Regions from separate parts of the Sus scrofa genome. Here regions 2 and 3 are each linked to region 1. A link is a contact called in public Hi-C and HiChIP or PLAC-seq data. All regions are on one chromosome and are shown on one strand. The core of a region is the stretch at or near the end of the contact, and the rest is flanking DNA. Distances in the headings are between cores, read along the strand shown.

The links. A called contact is a pair of places that touch in the nucleus more often than the background predicts. HiChIP or PLAC-seq counts read pairs in DNA pulled down with a chosen protein or histone mark.
Region 2: a contact with region 1 is called in a Hi-C map of liver, with 2.7 times the contacts expected there. The contact joins the promoter of SDC1 here to the promoter of PUM2 in region 1. A contact is called at or near these places in 1 of 5 promoter capture datasets (liver), 2 of 47 Hi-C or Micro-C datasets (both in liver) and 1 of 2 datasets of contacts at active chromatin or transcription factors (skeletal muscle).
Region 3: a contact with region 1 is called in an H3K27ac HiChIP or PLAC-seq map of alveolar macrophages. The contact joins the promoter of HS1BP3 here to the promoter of PUM2 in region 1. A contact is called at or near these places in 1 of 5 promoter capture datasets (liver), 3 of 47 Hi-C or Micro-C datasets (embryonic fibroblasts, liver and retroperitoneal adipose tissue) and 2 of 2 datasets of contacts at active chromatin or transcription factors (alveolar macrophages and skeletal muscle).

The regions. Positions count from the first base shown.
Region 1 is chr3:117,856,472-117,859,719 of Sscrofa11.1, forward strand. PUM2 (pumilio homolog 2) reads left to right here and starts at 1,459. Exons shown (of 22, transcript XM_013996320.2): 1 at 1,459-1,511. LOC102158392 (a long non-coding RNA gene) reads right to left here and starts at 1,356. Exons shown (of 3, transcript XR_302627.3): 1 at 948-1,356.
Region 2 is chr3:117,986,330-117,989,623 of Sscrofa11.1, forward strand. It overlaps SDC1 (syndecan 1), which reads left to right and starts at 1,256. Exons shown (of 5, transcript NM_001243190.1): 1 at 1,256-1,579. The coding sequence starts at 1,514.
Region 3 is chr3:117,607,511-117,610,691 of Sscrofa11.1, forward strand. It overlaps HS1BP3 (HCLS1-binding protein 3), which reads left to right and starts at 1,477. Exons shown (of 7, transcript XM_003354913.5): 1 at 1,477-1,588. The coding sequence starts at 1,557. LOC102157748 (a long non-coding RNA gene) reads right to left here and starts at 1,415. Exons shown (of 4, transcript XR_002342833.1): 1 at 1,081-1,415.

The sequences.
Region 1 (3,248 bases), core at 209-2,708:
ATATGTACCTCAGTGACTTCCATACTTGATTACGGGATATTTCTTTTTCTTTTTGCCTTTTCTAGGGGTTGAATCGGAGCTGTAGCTGCCGGCCTACACCAGAGCCACAGCAACGCGGGATCCAAGCCGCGTCTGCCACCTACACCACAGCTCACTGCAACGCCGGATCCTTAACCCACTGAGCAAGGTCAGGGACCAAATCCGCAACCTCATGGTTCCTAGTCAGATTCATTAACCACTGCGCCACGACAGGATCTCCTACGGGATATTTCTTAGAGGAACACCTCTTCTTACTGAACAGAACACACCTGGACATTGCAGTGTGGGTAACAGAGTGAAGCTGAAAGCCAGGGTGAGTGCCAGGAAGGAGATTTTCATTTTAGATGGCAGTCACCAGCTGGAGGTAGTGACACTGAACACAGTTTCAGGAAGTCTACATAAAAGCCTGCTACAGAAATCCAGACCTGCAGGGTTCCCCGCCTTGCTCAACGAAAGGAATGTGACTGGCATCCATGAGGACGCAGGTTCGATCCCTGGCCTCGCTCAATCTGCTAGGACTCCAGCATTGCCCTGAGCTGTGGTGTAGGTCGCAGATGTGGCTCAGATCCCGCGTTGCTGTGGCTCTGGCGTAAGCGGCTACAGGCGGGTGCGGCCCTAAAAAGACACACACACACACACACACACACACACACAGCCCGACCTGGGTAGCAGCGCACGCGCACGCACACACACACACACCCCGACCTGGGTAGCAGCGCACACACACACACACACACACACACATCCCGACCTGGGTAGCAGCACACACACACACACACACACACACACACACACACACATCCCGACCTGGGTAGCAGCACACACACACACACACACACACACACACATCCCGACCTGGGTAGCAGCCAGAGTGAGCATCACTGGCCTACAGAACCACCTGAGCTTACTTTGTTTACCCGGCCAGGCACCCAGGGGTGGCAAGCTGCTGAGCTAGTTCCATTTGCCCTCGGAGCAGTCCTCTTAAGGGGTTCACTTTTCCTCCCCAATGCGTCTCCACCGTCATGGTGCGGGGAGAGGGTAAGGATGACACCTAAAGGCCTAGATTACTGAGCCATTCTTGTGAATGCCAGCACCCGGAAAGCGAACTGCGAGTACACCACGAGCGAGGACGCCGACACCGCGCAGTTAAGGGAGAACAATGAGCTGTGGCCCAGGAAGCTGAGGGTAAGCGAGTTCAGAAGTTGAGGCCCCACGCGGTAACACAGAGACCGAAGCAGCGTAGATCGGAAACACCACTCCCGCGATGCCCTAGCCCGGCGCGCGCTCCCGCCTGGCACCGCCCCGATGTCAGAGCCGGCTGCAAGCCCGCAAGGTGAGGGCGGGGGAGCGCAAGCCGAAGGGACGGCCGAAACGCGCGAGCGTAGAGAGCGTGCGCACGCGCAGTGTTCTAGCTGGCCGGCGTGCAGAGCGCGGGAGAAGCGTCCGAAGCCACAGCGAGGAGCCGCACCTCGGTGAGCGCCCCCCTTTCTCCCGGAGTGCTTTGCGCGCGCCCGGTGGGCGGGGGGGAGGGGAGGGGAGGTGGCGGTGGCAGCCATGTTGTTGTGAGACTGTGTCTCACCCTCGGTACTTCGGTGGTTCGGAGGAGGAGGGGGAGGAGAAGGAGGTGGGGTGGGGGGGAGGGAGGTAGGTGGAGAAAGAAGATATTGCCGCCACCGAAGGCGGAGGAGGGGAGGACGGCCAAGAGCGACGCCGCCGTGTGCCCAACGGTCGGTGTCCCCGGCTGAGGCAGCGCGGCCGCAGCAGCCCCGTAAGTCAGTCGCGTTTGCACCCTCTCCCGTGCTCTGACGCCGCGGGGCTGGCTCCCCGGGTATTGTGTGACGGCCTTGGCGGGGGCAGCCCTCCGGTTGGAGGGCGGACGGGGCCTGCGGGGTGCCCCGGACGGCTGCGGCCTGGGGCCCGCTCACACAATGCAGGGGGAGGGGTGCCGGAAGGGGGTGTGCGCCCAGCGGGGGGGTTGCTCTCGGCTTTCCCGCTTCCTTTCCTCCCCCACGTCTCAGCCTCGCGGCGCTGAGGGGGCCCGCCCGGCTCTTGCTCGGTTTCCGCGCGTGTGGGTTTAGAGACCGAGCTGTTCGTCCTCCCAGCTCTTGGGTTCGGGACCGGGAGAGAGGCCGGGTGGATCCGGAGGAGCTGCGAGTTGCAAGTGGGCGAAGAGGAAGGAGTGGGTTTATGAAAACAAGTGTGGGAATTCTAGAGGACCCGAGTGTGTCCAGGAAGAGCTTCCGGTAGACAGGTGTGCTTATGAAAGAAACGGCGACTTGGGTTTAATGTATTAGGTGCCATTAGTAAGGAATGTTTTGTTTTTGTTGTTATTGGAGCCGATTTTGATACTCGGGAAGATATGTAAATTAAAACTAAAGAATAGATTAGAGGCTTCACACATTTTTAGCGTTCGTTTTGTATCTGAACTGGGTCATATTTGGGGAAAATACATTTGTTAGAGTTTTATGCTCAAACACGCGTATAAAAGTTAGTGTTAATTCTGAGAATATAGCTAGGGAAACCGACCTAGCTTTTCATTATAACACATTTAAGCATTTGGGTGGGACATATTTGATGTGTAATAAGACAATCATGTTAAAATCTGGACTTAGTACTTTCTGAGATTTTTAACTTAAGAAAACTAGTTACAGACTTTTGAAATAAAGGTTTTTTTTAGGGAAAGCTTAATTAGAAAAATACTTTTAAATACGTAAGAGAAATATAATACTTGTAAAGGTATCATATGTAAAGTTTTAATAAAGGGTGTTACCTAAGGATTTTAAAAGCTTGTTTACTGCTTAGATTCCTGTTTAATAGGTGACTCTTCACCATGTGACCTGGAGCATTGGAAGATGATTTAAGGATTTCTGGCTAGGGATCAGATTTAAAACACACAAAAGTTTTAATTGGCTAAGCTTCTTTTCTTAGTCTTTAATATCTTGCTTTTAAAAAAATGATTTGCTTTATCTGCACAGTTGTCATAAGTAGTTGTCTGCATTTCCTTTATTTCAAGAATGTCTTTAAAGCCCAATTTTTGGTAAAATTGAGTTATTTAGATTTGTCTTTTCGTATTCTTGAGGGTGGTTTTTATATGCAGAAAACTTCTTTAAAAATTGAAGTTATTTTCAGAATTCTGATTCTTAAGTTTTTAAAGTTCAGCTTTTTTGTAAAGTTCATTTTTGTTTGCTCGAGTCGAAAGCTTTTATCTT
Region 2 (3,294 bases), core at 6-2,505, 130 kb after region 1:
CAAACTGACCTATGTTTCCTCCATATTGAGTTGAAAGGGCTAGAGAGCTGACTTCAGACTATGAGCCAGCCCCTGGCAAACACCCTCATGGCTTTCTATTCAAAGGGCCCTTTAACCTGTCAGGACGCCCTGAACTCCTTGGAGAGGTCCTGCCTGGTGCCATGCGGTTAGATGATCCTTGAAATCAAGGCCTAAGAGAACTGCTTCAGGCCTTAAGAACCTGCAGGAGGCTCTGCAGGCGGAGATGGGGACGGTGGGTGGGGAAGTCGGTATCTTTGGTCTCCAGGTCCAAGGTCACATTGCAGGCAGGGCCCGGCAGGTTCTTCCCCTTTTCGTTCAAGGCCATTTGCTCTACAGACCTTCCATGGTCTTTGAACACCTACACAGAGGCTCGGGATTGCTGATGGCACCACTGAGGTCTAAGGCCCCTCAGGGAATCACGAAGGAGCAAAAATGCCAGTGGTGCTTCTCAGACCTGCAGGCTGGAAGTCACCTGGGCCCAAGGCTGTTTACTTTTCCTTTTGACTCAGAGAATGAAGAGAGAGGGCACTGCTTTCTATCAAAAGACACTGAAAAGTCCTTTAAAATTTTTTAATTTTTTTAAACAACCCTTCCTGGGCGTGTCCAGCTGTTTAAAGTAAGGCCCCTAGTTTCCAGCACTGGCAGAAGGCCAGCGCATGTGGAAACTAGTGCTGGGGTGTAGGGTGAGAGGGCGCAGAGAGCACCATCCGCAGCCAGGGAAGGGGCCACTGATTTAAGGGCCCATCACTTCGGGCCCCCGCACAGCCTCAGAAAGTGTTCCCGCCCGGATCCGGGAGTCCAGCGCACCTGGAGGGGGCTCGGTGTTCACGCCCAGAGGGCGCTGCAGACTGGCGCCAGCAATCGAGGACCAACTCCCGCCCCTCCCGCCAGTCTCCCGGGCAGAGCCTCAAAACCCTTGGCCAGGGCGGTAGGGGGGTGCGACCAGTCCCCAACCCCCGGGAACACCGGAGCAGCAGAGCCGAAACCCGGGGAACCGCGGCGCGCGGGGACCGTGGCCCTGGGGGTAGGCGAGGCTCGGCTTCCCTGGCGCGGTGCGGAGGCGGGGCTGGGGAGCCGGGCTTGGGGCGTTCCTTGGGGGCCGGGCCTGTGGCTCAGGGGGCGGGGCGGGGTTCTAGGGGGCGGGGCTCTAGGGGGTGGGGACTGGGGCTGGCCCCGAGACCTGGCGAGCTGGGGGTGGGGGGCGAGTTTTTTGCAACGGCTAAGGGCCTGCGGGTTTATTATAAGGCGGAGCTCGGCGGGAGAGGTGCTAGCGGTAGCTGAGCGGAGCCGGAGGAGTCTAGCACCAGAGCGAGGACTGCAGCCAGGGGACCCCGCAGCCCTCGCCTAGGACAGCAGCGCGCTTGGGCATCGCTCAAGGGAGCTGGGCGCAGCGCAACCCGCAGAGCCGACTCGGAGCCTCGCGCAGACGGCTCAGCGCCGCGCACCCCTGACCCGCGCAACCCGCTGCGCTCCCGCCGCTGGTCCGGGCAGCATGAGGCGCGCGGCGTTTTGGCTCTGGCTCTGCGCGCTGGCGCTGCGCCTGCAGCCGGCCCTCCTGGTGAGTGCGGCCGGGGGCTTGGCCGGGAGGTGGCGGGAAGCCGGGGCTGGCGGATCGGCCGATACCGGCGACCGCACGTGGAGGGGGAGGGGAAGCGGGGACTTCCCCTCTTCCCGCGCTAGCAAGGCTGGCGGGGAGACTAGGAGCCCCGAAATCAGGGCTCTTGACCCAACTGCCTCCGCCGTCGGGGAATGGGGGGGGGGGGCCGTGGGTTCCGCAGCTCCGGGAGGAGGCTTGGGGCGTCCCGTGGAGCAGAGCCTGCGCCGGGGCCCCGAGCTCAATTACGTAAAAGGGCTCCAGTGGCGAAAGAGCCAGCCAGCCAGCGGCGGCTCCTGGGGTCGCCGGCTCCCACCCAGTCACCCCGGGCACTGCGGCGGCAGGGCCCCTCGCCGGTGACCCAGGAGGATGCCGAGATCGCGGCTAATACGCCCCGCCCGCGGACCCTAATTCAAACCAGATCGGTCGAGCCGGAGCGCCCGGCCCCTCTGGCAGAGGCAAGTTTGGGAGCAGCGGAATCGGCGCGGGAGCAGGCGGGCGTGTGCACTAAGGAGCCCCAGCCAGGGCTGCGAGGACGACCGGGGCGGGCGGACAGAGGTGGGGTCTCGGCTGTCCGTTGGCTGGCCGAACGGAGCCAGGCCGGGTGTAGCAGGAGGTTCCGGGAAGTTGGCCTCGGAACGCAAGAGACCCGCAGGAACCCAACTTCTGGGCTGTTGAAGTTGTGCTGCCTGCGGAGGGGCGAGAGCCTGCGCTGGGCACGGTCGGGGCGCGCGGGCTGCTTCCACGCGAGTGGACCCGGGAATGGCTTTACCCCTCCCCCGGCCTGGCTTTGTGCTGGAGCAGCGCGGAGGGAAGGCGGGTCCCTTGGCCCGCCCAGTGGAGCTAGAAGAAAAGGGGGACAAACGTGGAGCCCGAAGCTGGGGGGAGGCCGTGGGGTAGAACTCCAGCACCCACCTTTGGAGAGGGGTGGGTCGCCTCTAAAGAGGGATCTGGCCGACAAAGAGATCCGGAGGGTCCCCAGAAAGTGCTCTCCCGCCCCAGCCGCCGTCCGCTGGCCCGCCTTCCCCAAAGGGGGCGCTTTGTTCTCGGCCCCGGTAACCCTTTCCTGGGAACCGCCCCGCGGCTCCAGCCTACTATGGGCTGAGACCTGGGCTGCCGCCAGGTGTCAGCGCTGGCCGCCGGGTGCTCACGTCCACCCCCACAGCCCCCACAGCCGGTGCCCGAGTCCCAGGGTCCTCTCCTCTGCTCCGTGTGAGCCAGGTCGGCCATCCCCGGGGATGGAGAGGGGAGGTGCGGACCGAGGGGGCTCGCCCCCTTCCGGAAGTGGCGGTCTCTCGCTACCACATCTGGACGGCTCACTTCCCCAGCTCTGGCAAAAGGAGGCACGTGGGAGGGCAAGGAGCGGCGGCCGGGGGTGGGTACCCCGGTCCTCCACTTACAGTGTATTTTCCGGCCAAGTCTCTCGGCAACACCAAGCCAACCCTCTGGAAGCAGGTCCCTCTACAATAATAGTAGCTCTAGTTATTGAGAGCCTTGGGGTATTTTACAGGGTCCGGCTCAGGCAAGGTGTTTTTCAGACCGATCTGTGAGGTGCCTTTCTTGCTTCCCAGGTGACTGCTGTGCTTGGAAGCCTTTCGGAGTCTAGGAAAGGGTCCCCGGTGTCTCGTGAATTGCGGATGAGTTGGAGTGTGTGCCTAAGGGGTGCCCTAGCTGGAGGA
Region 3 (3,181 bases), core at 227-2,726, 250 kb before region 1:
ACGTCCCTGGGGGTGACTGAGGCCCGGAGCGCTCCTCCCAGGGCAGCAAGAAGGGGGACTATAAGCTCCTCCGCAATGTGGTTTGCGTTACCGCAGCTTCAGCCATGGAAGGGGCTCCTCGAGTCAGGCAGGAAGCAGAAAATATCAGATTTAGATTCCACATTCCATGCATTGTATACAATTATCCGCTGGAGCCACATAGGGGCACGTGGGACCCACAGAGGCAGAAAATGGGATTGTTCTCCGGGACAGGGTTACTCTTTCATGGGAACCAGTGGTATTCTTGGCCGGCGCCAGGTGTGCCAAGGCCCCCAGCGGTGTGCACTCTGGAATCCTGGGGCCTGCAAGGTATTGGCGACAGGCAGGCTACACATTAGAGCAACACAAACACACTGCTGGTCACTAGGACCCAGGCCCTGAGCTAAGCGTTTTGCAGGCAGTTGCAAAAGAGCTGGCGAACTCGTTGACCAGAGTTCCAAGGTGGTGCAGGTGGGGCGGGAGGCTGGTTCTTTGGGAAAATGCAGTCAAGCAGAAGCCCCTCCTGCTCCTGCCAGAGGGCAGGGAACAGCCCTGGGACTTGGGGTCAGAAGAAAGGAGGAGAGGGCACCTGGGAGAGAGATCTGCACCCAGAGAGGGGGTTCAGTAGCTCTCTAAGAAGGAAACTTGGGGTGACGAAGTCTGTCTCCTTGACTAAGCTTTAGATTCTTCTGTACCTTCTCTTAGCTGAGCCTGGACTTTGGTCCCTGCCCTGTCCTTGGCCAGCCCAGCCCAGTCTCAGGCAGAATCCTGCTCCCTCAGTTTAGAGAGAATCCCCACCCGGGATATCTGATCCCTCTGAACCAGCGCCTCCTCCCCCACCCCCTCTAAGCCCTTGGGCCTGCCTTCAGCAAGAAGCCCCTACCCGACCCTCACCTACTCCTGAGCCCTCTCCCCACTGACCCAGCTGCAGGAGTCTTGAAGAGCGTCTTCCTGTCTGTTTTAACAAGCCTCAGAACAAGGCCCCCTAAGTGAGGGAGAAGAAAGACCCCGAGTTCCCAGCAGCTTTTGCTGGACAGGCCCGGTTGGCCCCTGGAAGCTCACCCCTCACGGAGGGCTCTAATTTATCTGCCGGTTCTGTCACCTCATTGGAGCCTCCTAACATCTCTCTGAGCATCCCTGGGGCCGTGGCCGCCCATGCCCTGTTTCATCAAAGCTCAGAACGTCTGAAGCAGGGTCCTGGGCGCTCCGATGCTTGCACCTGGCGCTGTCACTAATAACGAGAGGCCCACACCAGGACGAGGACGTGCGTGCGAGCAGGACGGCTCGGACATAGGGTCGCGGGGGCCGCTCAGCTCCGGGGGCCCGCGGACGCCCTCCGCCCTCAGTCCCTGCGCAGAGGTCCAGCAAGGCCCGCAAACGCACCGGCCGAGCGCTGCGCGTCCGGCCCAGCGCGGTGGCCGCTAGGCGGCGGGCCGGGGCCGGGCCGGGCCGGGGCGGGCGGGGCGCGGGGCGGGGACGCGGCGACGCCGGCGCCTGCGGGTCCCGTGACCGCGCGCCCCGCCCGGAGCCTCGCCGTCATGCAGTCCCCGGCGGTGCTCGTCACCTCCAGGTGAGCCCGACCCCGCACCTGGCGCCGCGTCTCAGGCAGCGTGGAGTCGGGGGCTCGGGGGCCCGGGAGCCGCGGCCGGTTGCTCCCAGGGCGCGGGAGCCGGCAGAGGCAGCGGCTCCCGGGCTCCCGGTCTGCCGCCCAGGCTCCCCAGCGCGGGGGCCGTTGACCCGGGCTCGGCCCCTCCACCGCCCCGCGGGAGAAGCGGGCAGCTGCGAGTGCCCCCGTTTTACAGATGGGGAAACTGAGGCCTCCCCCCCCCCGCAAGGGCTAATGAACTCACCCAAGACCCACTGGAAGGACTGGACGGGCAGGTCCCGCGCAGGCGGGCAAAGAGGGAGGCTCACTTCTCCCCTTTCCTGTCCATCTGCCTTCATTTCTTTTCGGGAACCTAGTTTTGTATCTTTTCAGCGCTCATCGTGTGTACGGCCCAGTGCACGGCAGTGGGGACGGGGTGAACCGGGCAAGGCTGGGCCCAGCAGGGGAAACAAGGATGGAGGCAGACCGATGCTGAGACAGGGTCGTGGGTTCCGGTCGCCATGGGAACACAGGGCAGGGTGTAACCCCGGCTTCTGGGAGGCAGTGAATGAAGCCAGGCTCTGCTGGAGGAGTGGGCATGAACCAGGTGAGGGGGGAGAAGAGGAGGCGGCTGCTCCAACAGGTGGCTCAGACAAGTGCAGTTTGAGCAGAGGCCTTGGCAGGGTCCCTGGAGGCAGAGGATGCAGTGTGGGCCCACCCTGGTTCCGGGTGGAGGACTCAGCGCAGAACAGATCCTGGAAAGGCTGCGATGTCCGTGCTTTTACTTCCCCCCTTTCTAATATCTGTCTAGCCACTCACTGCAACTATTTTCATATACTCCACCCTGTTCCCTCTACACAAGATCTTGGACTAAGGCATCAGTCTCTTACACAAATGAGTGGTGTTTTTCCAGCTGCAGTCTGAACATCCCTGTGCCCTCAGGCTGGTCTAGAAAAGTACGATTCTTTAATCGAACCTTGATGTCAGCCCTTGCTTGGTGTCCTCTGCCTGGTTGCTGGTCATGTCCTCGTTGGCAGAAGCGTCCCTAGTGCCACACAGCTCACCCCCACCCCCTCTCGCTGAGTCTCAGTTTCCTTTTCTGCAAAAAGGGCGTTTGAGGTTGGCAGGTGTGAGCAGACCAATGAGGGTGTGACTTTGGCGCTGGGAGCTGGGGTAGCAGGTGGATGGCTTCCCTCACTGCCCCGCCTGCACGGGGCTTCTTCACAGATGCTGGGGCTGGTGGTGAAGGCCAGGTGAGTGGTTCTAGGATACAGCAGTGAACCCCTTTCCCAAACTTCCATGGGGCAGGTGGACAGTGGGTAAATGCGTGGTGTGTAGGGGGGGTAAATGGTGTGAAGGAAAATAAAGGGATGGGGAAAGAGTGTGCTAGGAGGAGGGCGTGGCGTGGGCTGGGAGGGTCTTTCTGAGAGAGTGGCGGGTGGGCAGGTGCCTGACAAACGAAAGGGCAATTTTAAGAAAGAATGTACTGGGCAGAGGGCACAGCAGGAGCCAAGGTTCTGGGGCAGAGGGGTGCTTGGGCCCCAGCGAGGAGGCCACTGTGGCCCGAGGGGAGTGAGG